Linked DNA regions of Mus musculus: region 1 is linked to region 2. A link is a contact called in public Hi-C data. All regions are on one chromosome and are shown on one strand. The core of a region is the stretch at or near the end of the contact, and the rest is flanking DNA. Distances in the headings are between cores, read along the strand shown. Region 1 overlaps Insc (INSC spindle orientation adaptor protein). Region 2 has its middle 17 kb from the start of Psma1.

Evidence for each region. A called contact is a pair of places that touch in the nucleus more often than the background predicts.
Region 1: a Hi-C map of liver shows a contact between it and region 2, with 4 times the contacts expected there. The contact joins two enhancer-like sites. A contact is called at or near these places in 1 of 484 Hi-C or Micro-C datasets (liver) and 1 of 9 other capture datasets (embryonic stem cells).

The regions. Positions count from the first base shown.
Region 1 is chr7:114,768,602-114,774,101 of GRCm38.p6, forward strand. Insc (INSC spindle orientation adaptor protein) reads left to right here. Exons shown (of 13, transcript NM_173767.4): 2 at 331-431. The coding sequence starts at 376. Among named protein-coding and RNA genes, the nearest start is that of Insc, 26 kb to the left of the region's middle. Within about 2 kb of position 3,455, at least 6 of the 459 cell types and tissues checked have an H3K27ac peak or open chromatin away from gene starts, as enhancers often do. A contact at or near this core is called in liver, where this site is marked.
Region 2 is chr7:114,290,778-114,296,249 of GRCm38.p6, forward strand. No RefSeq gene overlaps it. Among named protein-coding and RNA genes, the nearest start is that of Psma1, 17 kb to the left of the region's middle. Within about 2 kb of position 1,859, at least 202 of the 459 cell types and tissues checked have an H3K27ac peak or open chromatin away from gene starts, as enhancers often do. A contact at or near this core is called in liver, where this site is marked.

The DNA of each region.
Region 1 (5,500 bases), core at 2,205-4,704, 480 kb after region 2:
ATTGGCGGCTTTTTAAGTATGTGTATGTCCTGTACAATATTTGCTGGCCTGTGTGTCCCAATGTCAGTCGCACACCAAAAGGGTAAATATTTGACAATAGGACAAAGGGAAAGATCATAGGGGGTTACTGTAAGCCAGGGATTTGGAAAGAAGGTCACATCTGAGTCCCGCCTTACCTGTGTGAGGACACCAGAGTGTGAATCAGCTCAGAAGAGGAGGAGGTCCGGGAGACCTTCTCTCTCACCTACTTTGGCTTCTTAAGCCCAGATTTGAGAAGTGAAGACACTGTACTTCCTCACTTAACAGACCCATCCTGGCCTGTCTTTTCAGGGTCCGGACCGCTGTGGGCAGGCATTGCTGCAGATTGGGATTAACATGATGGCACTGCCTGGAGGCCGCCACCTGGATTCCGTTCCTCTGCAAGAGCAGAGGTAAGTCACGCACGTCAGCCTACCCAGAAGAGAACTGTTAGGAGACCTGGTCCTTGGGAGGTACTAGTTGCTTTGAATGGACTGGTGTGGGCTAAGGTAGGGAGGTGGTTAGGCAGTGTATGAAGACAGAAGGTTTGAGTGTATTTAGACTGGAGGAGAGACATGGGGCCACAGAAGTGCCTGCACCCGCTGGAAAGTTCACACAGAGCTGCCAGTGTGTGTTTGATTTGGCAGGCCATGGAGGCCTGAACCAGGGCAGGAGTGGAAGTTCAGGGTGCCAGATCTGTGTCTGATGAGCTGTTTCTGTGACTGCCCCGATTGACATAAAGTCCCTAAGTGTCTAGACATTCTTTAGGCTCAGGCACTGGGACAGTTGGTGACTCTGACATACATAGGCTTGGTCTTTAGAGGAGCTGTGTGACCTGATGTTTCAGACTTCTGATAGCTGGGCTAGCCTTGGATCCTTTATACACTACACCATCATAGGGACTTTGTCTTTAGCTTCATCAGCCAGCCATCATTAAAATACTGCTTCTCTTCTGATTTTTTGAGACATTTTGATAGACTGCTTAAAGAAAACATAATTCTGTTGAGTCCTGTGTGTTCTAGTTTGTCATGTTTTGTTTTGTTTCACTTGTATCTCACCTTTTCTGTATCTGGAACTTTTCACCAGAGCTGCCAGGGAAGCTGACTTACTTCACATTCATTTCCATGCTGCTCATTTGATTTTTGAATAGATGTGTGTGTGTGTGTGTGTTGTATAGATAGATGTATTAATAGATAATGGTTGATATGTGGGTACACAGAAGATAACGTGACTCTTTAAAATAAAAGGACAATCCAGGTGGTGGCTGTGTACACTTTTGATCCCTTGGGAGGCAGAGGCAGGAGGATCTCTGAGTGCAAGTCCAGCCTGGTCTACAGAGTGAATTCCAGGGCAGCCAAGGCTACACAGGGAAACTCTGTCTCAAAAAAGAAAAGAAAAGAAAAGAAAAGAAAAGAAAAGAAAAGAAAAGAAAAGAGAAGAGAAGAAAAGAAAAGGAATGAATTGTTTGCTAAAACTCTCTAGTGGGGTGGAGTCAATCCCTCTCTCTTTGGCTCTCCTAAAGCCATCATTAGAAGAGGTATAGGGAGTTGACACACAGTTCTTGCATGTTCCCTAGGACACAGAACACCATTAGAAGTGTAACTTAAAGTTTTCTGTACATCCAGAGGCAAATGATAAAAAGTCATATCTTTGTTTGTAGTCCATATGGTGAAACTCAGACTTGGTAAGACATAGCTGTCAGACTGCCTGAGAGATGTGGCTGCTTCGGCTTCAGGTAGCTGGTGGTAGAGCTTTCCTAAGATGATCAAGTATGGCCATCTATGGTATGTGGCTACCTGGCTTTAACTTCTTATTCACCATGTGGCTGGTGAAAATTCTGGAGCCCCATCTGTCCTCCAGTCCCTTCATGTTTAAGATGGATATAATGACCATACATACCATGCAGGGTTGGTATAGGGCTAGGCAAATAAATACACGCAACATATCAGAGCTAAGTAAGAGACTACTATTTAACAAATGTCTGCTAATGCCAGGATTACTCTGTCTAGGTATTGTTAGAGAATTCTTCTGGGATCCTCTCTTCTGACCTTCTCCCCCATTAGTGGGTGACAGAATTTAAACCTGAAACAGTTGGTAAAGCCCTGGTAGGGAGGGTACAGTCTACTTGCTGCTGATCTGCCCATCCTGGCCCTGTGTGACATTAAATTGGGTTGTGAAACACCAGCACTTCTGGCAATGTGGTCCTGAGCTGCTCAGACAAAGCCTGTTCCAGGGCTGGAGAAGTGGTTGGGACAGTGAAGAGGAGGCCAGACTGCCCTAGCTTAATTCTGCTCTTGGCCATAACCGAACTTCAGTTTCTTTATCTGTGAACCGTGAACAATTTATACTTATATCAGCGGGGTTTTTTTTAAATATAAATTCTTTCTCTGTGTGTCTCTGTATCTCTTTCTCTGTGTGTCTGTCTATCTGTCTCACACACACACACACACACACACACACACACACACACACACACACACACACACACAGGATGCAAGGTAAAGCCTGCTGGCACACAGGAACTCTTCAATTGGTTATTTCCTTCAGATGAGGAATAGAATAAAAGGAATGGTCAGGTCAAATCTTGCTAGCCTTTATGTCTCTTTGGTTACACCCTGACCTTTCTTTTCCTTTCTGCAGCTTCCAGTGCTCTCAGAGGTTTTAAGGGGAAGCAGAAGTTAGATTGCATGAACATGGATATAGGAATCTAGCTTGCCTTATCCAGCAGGCACCTTGGGAACTCCAGGCATTCGGACTGGGCATAAGAGCTGTGAGCTGTGCAAGAGGTTAGAGTGTTGTATTTTTGATGGGGTAGTAATTCAGTCCAAGAGACAGAGAGGCGTGTTTGCTTTTGCATATTATTAACCTAGCATTGCAAAGCTAATTGAACGTACTGGGTGATAACTGGGCGTGGTGGTACATGCTTTTAATCCCAGCACTTGGGAGCCTGAGGCAGGTGGATCTCTGGGTTTGCGGCCAGCCTGGTCTACAGAGCGAGTTCCAGGACAGCCAGGATTACAAAAAGAAACTCTATCTTGAAATAGAAACACAAAAACTAAAACAGAAAGATAAGAAAATACTGGGAGATAACGAAACAAAGTGAAACAAAACACTGGGCCTGGACCCATCATGCATGTTCTAGGCTGTACTTTGCTCATAGAGAAAGCTAGTTCATGCTTACAGAATATTAGAAGTGTTTAGTTTGTTCAGTTGGATACTATATTGTTGGGAGACAGTAGCAGAGACTACTATTACTTGCCGCAGAGGCCTCTCTAGTGGTGAACTGCACTATAGTCCTCATAGCTGGATCAAGGGCTGGCCTTATCCACGCCCCCTCACCTCATTGGCTTACATACACAGGATGTTGCTGCTCCTGGAGCTTTCACCGTGGCTATGCAATCACTATTATCTCCATGAAGCAGCCTTTGAGGTGGCGGTCAAAGTTCAGGATAGATGTTGGGAAGCCCCGTGGAGGTCAGTGTTTGTGTGAGGGAGCATGCTTAAACAGGATCTCGATGCTGGCTCTGTGGTGGCAGCTCATCTCACCTCACAGGGAGCTTTGGAATCAGAGCGGGTTCATGGGTCGAGGTGACTAGGACTTTAGGTTCCACCTTGCTCTGTCACTGGAGAGTAATACAGACGCCAGTAGGCTGGGACCGCTCCGCTACTTCACAGCAGGCAAAGTGAAGTTCAGGGGAAAGAGTAAACTCAAAGCAAGGATTTTCAGAAGCCACCAGCCACTCTCTGACTGGAGTCTTTCCATTCTGACCAGCCAGGGAGATGTTCTGTCTTCCTTGTGTGTTCAGCATGTAAGAGCTCACTGCCCATGCTGCCTCAGTACAGCCCTGTGACCTCTTCTGTTTCAAGAGTGATGCCTGTTGAGAGAACCATGCTTTGCATCAGTTACTTCCTCATTACTGAGACAACAAACAAACAAACAACAATAAAAACCAGCTTAAAGAAGAAAGGGTTTATTTTGGGTCACAGTTTGAGGGTGCTGACCGTGGAAGGGGAAGACAGGTTAGCAGGAACATGAAGTAGTTGATCATATTGTGTCCATAGCTAGGAAGCAGATAGGACCAGAGCAGTGGTCTTCAACCTTGCAGTTCCAAGACCCTTTAATACAGTTCCTTGGGTTGTGCTCCCCCCCAACCATGATGTTATTTCCATTACTTCTTTGTAACTGTAATTTTGTTACTCTTATGAATTGTAATGTAAATCTGTGTTTTCAATGGTCTTTAACCCCTGTAGAATGGTAGTTTTGCCCTGGAAGGGCTGTGACCCACAGGTTGAGAACAAGTGAGATAAATAATGATACTCAGCTTGCTTTCTCTGTTTCCTTCAAACCCACAGGATACTACTGCTTATGTTTTTGGTGTGTCTTCCTAGATCAATCAATTCCATCTAGAAATTTGCCCATAGCCATGGGGAGAGGTTGGTCTCCTAGGACACTCTACCAGTGGTTCTCAACCTGTGGGTTGCAGTCCATCCATCTTGGGGTTGCCTATAAGATACTCTGCATATCAGATTCAAAACAGCAGAAAAATTACAGTTATGGAGTAGCAATAAAATAATGTAGCTGTTGGTGGTCCCCACAACACGAGGAACTGAATGTTACAGCGTGAGGAAGGTTGAGAACCAGACAAGCTGGCCAGCAGCAGTAACCATCCCATTCTAGGAAATCCATTTTGTCCAGCTTCTCTCTGAATAAAGGCAGTGATAGGAGGGGCTCTGAGGACATGCACAGATGGTTTCACAGCTAAAGACACCAGAATGTGATGTTTCCATCAGCTCAGTAACAAATCTTTCTGTAAAGAAAAAGACTGGAAACACAGATAAGTCTTTATCCCATGGGGAAACTGAGGCTTGAGAGGATGCCAGAGCATCCTCTGAGTAGAAGAACCAGGATGTTTTTAGTGCTGGTCAGACTCAAGCCAGTCTGTTTTTCCAGTTTTCTTGGGTCAATACATCACATACTCAGCCACGTAAGCAGTCCTGTGTTTATTGGCCTCCTGTGAAATTACTGTACACGTATTTATTGAATGTAAATCACAGACCTTGTATGGTACAGTGTAGCTGAGGACTAGTAATGACCTTGTTGGATATGGTCCCTGCCAACAAGAAACTCACACTCTATTCAGTGACTTCCCTTTCGTCTGATTGAGTTTGATTTGCAGCTCTTGGGACCTTTCACTGAGCATGAATCTCTTTGTTTTGAGAATTCTGTTTAACCAGAAGTTTGAGATGACCAAGGCTCGGGGTGTTCTGTACTAGTGATGAGTGGTCCTCTCTGGCTGTCCAGCTTACTATGGAGACCCGGTGGGGGCCACTGTAGGTCAGCCTGTCTCTGAGTCAGTAATGGCTTACATATGTGCACTCTGCTCTGTGGCTGCTGTTCTGCCGTTGAGGGTCGTTTTCTGTGACTGTGGTGAAGAGTGAAGACTGTAATTGTCAATGGGATAATTGTATGTTTTCCTGTTGT
Region 2 (5,472 bases), core at 609-3,108:
AGCAAGCTAAGCTTGAAGGTAAAGACTCCCTGTGGCTTTGCTCTTCTCCGTCGCCTAGCAAGGTTAGAAACTCATCTGCAAGGTTGCTTCTCCATTGGCTGGAAAATGCATTCTCAGATAAAAGCTGTGACCCATGTCACATTCTTCCTTATGCGTCTGTTTTCACTTATTTAAATGATGTGATGATGATGTTACCAAGAGATTATACTTTGCGCAGTTAATTAGATACCTGAGATAGTCCCAGCCCAATACAAAGTCCCAGTTTGGGACTGGAGATGTGGCTCAGTTGATATTGTCTACTTAGAATACACAAAGCCTTGGGTTTGATCTCCAGTATCACAAAAAGTGGCGTGATGGTACACACTGTCATCCCTGCACTTGAGAGGCAGAAGCAAGAGGATCCAGAGTTTAAAATCATTCTCAGCTACACAACCATTTCACGCCTTGGGATACATGAGACCCTCTCTCAAACAGTAAATAAACAATAAAAGAAAGACAAGAAACAACTTTCTGGTTTCTAGATCAGAGTCCATGAGCAAAGGGGAGCATTGCAAAGTGTTTGGTTTTATAGATCTCGAAGAGGAGAGTTCTCAGAAGAAAGGAAAGAGAAATAAAAAAGAAACATAAATTAGAGCTGTAAAGAACGGAGCTTAAAGACACTACTTAGGGAAGGAAGAATTTAAAAAGATCGTTGAGGTGAAAAGGAAGTATCTAAAAAAAATAAAAATAGCTCTCCCTTTGCTGATTTGCCGCATTCGGCCTGGAGTGATGGGCGGCTGCTCTAAGCGGAACCTCTCAGCAGTCAACATAAAAGGCCACTCTGACACAGGCTTCTTTTTGTGGCTTCACAACTTGGTCTCTTCCTTTGACCCTCTCCGCCCCTCAGCTCTTGTCTTCAGCCTCCCTACATGCTCCTCTGTATAAATGCACCGAGTTGCCTTCTGCACCGTGACCCTGTCTCCTTGTGGTGGACAAAGATCATGAACACGGGGCCTGTGCATCCAGCCATGTTGTCTCTGGCTAGCCTGGGTAACACTCCTCCCAGTTGGAACCAGTCCTCAGGGCTCTTTCCTCTGAAAGACACAGTGCACTACAGGCGCTTGGGAAAGAGTCTGTCCCCAGGAGAGGTGCACTATCACTGCCTCGATGTCATGGTTCAGAGGTTCAGTGCACCCTTCTAGAAAATAAGCCCAGACCACCCACATGCCAAGAGCAGAAAGCACACCAGTTCTGCGTGTCAATGTCTGTTTTTCAGTTCCATAATTGCTTTCTCACTAAAAATTGATGCTATTTGGCTTGCAATGGGACAATAAAATACTAGCACCATAGAGGAAATGTGAGAAAAAAATGTTACAAAAGCAAAAAGGGAACCAAGTGTGGCTAGACGTCAGCCTTTCCTCTTAGCACGTCTGAAGATAAGCCCAGCTAAAGAGGAAGACTGGTAAAAAGGAGAAAAAAAGATTAAGTTGTCTAGTGTTGGTTATTCTTTTTAAAGAATTTTTTTTAAAAGTACACTTTAGCTTTGTGAAAAGAAATTTACTTTCCTTTCGTGGGAGAAAGCCAAACTCAGGAGACCATTCCCAGGGTCTAGTGTCTAAGTTGGCATAAAACATACAAGTTGATACATAACAAGTTTCCTCCCTTAAATAAAATGCTCTATTTTCTCTACTTTCTCCATCGCCATGAAGGCTTTTTTTTTTTTTAAGAGCATCATTGCATAAAATCCTTTGACCAAATTTCACAATGCTCGTCTTATGCTAATAAGTCTTTATTTAGTTTCAGTCTTTCCAAACAAGCCTGCAAGTTTCTGACGCAGCACACAGCACGTACTCCTCTGGTCTTCACTGTCCTCTGTCCCTTGACCCGCTATGGAAATCTAGTTCAATCTTTTCACTTACAAAGGTGAAAACAGACCCTGTGTCCAGGGAGCTTTTTTTTTTTTTTTTGGTTTTCGTGCGGGGTGGGGGAGGGTCAGTGTTCACAGAACTGTGCGAGCCTCTCTGACCCAGGAAGGAGACTGGCCACCAGCCAGCCTAGCTGCCTCAGGAGCACTTCAGTTTCCTTGTGGCTCTCACTGACACAGTCCCTGCCCAGCCGGCCTGTGACTATTTAGCAGGGGTTTGTGAGCTCTGATACCGCTTCCTAACTGTCCACACTCGCCTTTCCCACATCGTGGTGCCTCTTGGAAAGCGGGAACTCCGAGTCCTGCTAAGGTGAAAAGAGTTGGAGTCCTGACCGTGGAGCCCCTTAGGATTTTCTCCTTTCCTTGAGAAGAGGGCTGTTCATTTAAAAGGATGCCAACATGTTCTATGGGGAGTACGCAGAGAATTTAGCATGATTTTTGGCATCAGGGTGGCTGGTTTCCGTTCGTCAGGAGAATATGCTATCTTCATTGTGTAAATATCTCATAAGTGCTGTCGTTTGTTGTGCGTGTATTTCTAAGAACTGAACCCACCACTCAGCCACACTCCCATGGCCCACAAAAGCGTTTTAACTTATTTTTTAGGCAGGACTTTGCCAAATTGCCCAGGCTATCCTTGAATTCTGATCATCCTGGGATTCCAGGCTTGTGCCACTTCACTTCATATATAATGGAGGGTGTGTGTGTGTGTGTGTGGGGCATAGCTTACCTTTATCAATATTTTTACCATGTGAAAATAGATTCCAGAAATAATTAAATGCATTAAATTGCTTTAGGACTTGCAGCTAAAGTTTTTGAAATTATAAATTATCTCTCATTTTAAAAGAGACTCAGCCTGTCCTCATTTTTAAATCTTCTATAATATTACCCCCACCTACCAACCCCAGAGAGAGGGACTTGCTCTGTTTGTAGACCAGCCTGACCTTGAACTCATAATTCTCTTTTCTTGGCCTCCCAAGTGCTGGGCCTACGTAAGTGTGCCACTATGCCCTGTGACATTTCCTTTCAAAAGGCAAAGGACAGGGAGTATACAGTTGTAGAAGTGCCTTTAAAGGACAAGGGTAGATCCCTTGTTGTGTTTTTCTCATTTTTGTTCCTTTTGATGACTTGGGTGATAATCACTCAGTTGCAAGCTTTCTTTTGTTGCTAACATTACCTTAACCGTCTCCTCTCCTCTCTCATTTGGGGTTGTCCAGAACCCAGCCATCTAGCCCACTTTATCTTCCAAAAGCTGGCAATCAGCCTTACCTGAAAACAAAACAAGACAAACTTGCCAGTTTGTTGGTAGCTTGTTGAAGGTAATTGACTACTTTTCAAGAGCTGGTTTCCTTCCCGTATTGTGTCACCTTTACCCCCGCTGTACTCCTCAGAGCTCTGGCTGAGTCTTCCCTCAAGTCCCAGAGGATGGCTTCCTCTGGGGAAAACAAAAAAACAAACAAACCAGAAGCAGCCGGTTTTACTGACTTGACATAAGTAAGGAAGCTGCAGGGCTCTCCACTCAACATCTGCACAGTAAATACCAGCACAAAAATGGGAGCGTCTTTGGACTCAACCTTTCTCACCCATTTTACAGGAGAGGAAAGTGAGGTTCGGAGAAACTGACAGTGTCCGCCTCTAGAGCAGGAGTTCTCCTTCTCTGTGTCAAAGATCACATGTGGTCCCTAGGAAGAATATTCTAAAATTTTATTTATTTTTCTTTTAACTTTTTATTGATTCTTTGTGAATTTCTTACCATGCACCCCAATCCCACTCATCTCCTGGTCCTTTCCTACCTACCCTTGCTACATTGTCCCCCAAAGGAAATAAAAAATAAAAATAAAAAGTAAAAACAAAACAAAACAAAAATGTCTCATTGTGGAAGCTGTAGTGTGTTATGGTGTGTTCCACACCATACTCCTTTGTCCACACATCTTCACTTGCAAATGTTCAGTGCAGTGAGCCATTGGTCTGGTTTGAGGCTTCTGCTACACTATCACTACTAGATCCTCATGAGAACTCCTTGGATAGTCTGTCATTGCCCTGTGTCATGGAGGTCCTGAAGCTTTGGTTCTGCAGAACCAGGGCCTTCGTGCTCTCCTGCAGTTTATAGATGGGGTAGATTCTGGGGCAGGCCAATTCAAAGCCCTGGACCTGGGTCTGGGTGGTAGCTGATCTGGTTAGCCTGCTTGCTCTTGGGCATCCACACCACTAGGGGGAGCTCTCCAGCACTGGCCCTGCTAGCTCACCCAACGCTGCAGCCATCAAGGGACTGGGCCAGCTGTCCTTCTCACATAACCTCCGGTCTGGCTCATCCTTGCCTTTGCCACCAGCGTTAGTTCAACTGTGCTGCCCAGGCGATGTGCAGGACCAGCTCTCCAGAGTGTTGTGGCAGTTGATGGGTGGGGCCAGCTCTCCTGCTAGCTACAGGTGGCAAGGGGTTGGGAGGCATCTCTTTAGGCCCATGATGTTGTGTGGCAGATGAGGGGTGGTGCCAGCTATCCTTCATCTATGCCACAGAAACAGCTTTCAGGCGAGGGGCAGGGACAGCTTTGCACAGTGCTCAGACCTCAGCCTGGCCCCTGGGGGCAGCCCGGACCATAATGGCCTTTGGTAGTAACATGGGCCTTGGCCATCAACACAGCCCTGACTGCAAGTGCCTTCGGTGACAGTCTGGGTCAGGATGTCACTAAGGCCTCAGTAGGCCACCCAGATCAGTTTGGCCCCCAGTGTCAGTTTGACCCCCAGATATCAACATGGTCTCAGGCAGCAGCCCAGACCACTGTCATCTGGAGGGACTGTGGTGGCACCATGGGCCACAGACATCAGCAGAGACCCGCAGCTACAGCAGCCAGACCCAGACATCAGCACAAGCTCTTCATGTCTACTTGTCCTTCACTGCAGTATCATCTCCAGTATCGCCTCTTTCCACAGTGTGTAATCCGCCCAGCTTTGCTTTCTCTTCCATCTCTCCATCCTGGCTTCCATCCCCCCCATCTCTCTATCACTTATTTGCTCATTATAGTGACACCTGCTTCAGGGTCTAGGTGGGTGCTTGGGTGTCTTTCTTCCAGTCACCCCAGGCCTCAGGACTGGGGGGCAGCTAAATTCAAGTACTCTTAAGCAAGTGCTCATACCCACTGAGCCATCTCCTCGGCCCACAAATTAATTTTTCTTTTGAGATAGGATCTCACTTTACCTTTGGACTAGAACTCACTATGGCACCCACTCACATTGGCTGGGCTCTCTCCCATCAACCACTGATTAAGACAATAGCCAACAGGCTGTCTGCATACAACCTAAGTCATTTCTCACTTGAGGTTCCCTTCTTTTGGATGATTATAGGTGGTGTCAAGTTGATATAAAACTAGCCAGCATACTATGTAAGCCAGGCTGGCCCAGTACTCAGAGAGATATGCCTTCCTCTGCCTCCCAAGTGCTGGGATTAAAGGTGTGTCCTTTATGATGATACCTGGCCCTATACTAGAACTTTTATGCTATAAGTAATAACATCATGGAAGTGAATGGACAGTTTGCAGAATGGGAGAAAACATTTGCAAATCATACATCGGATA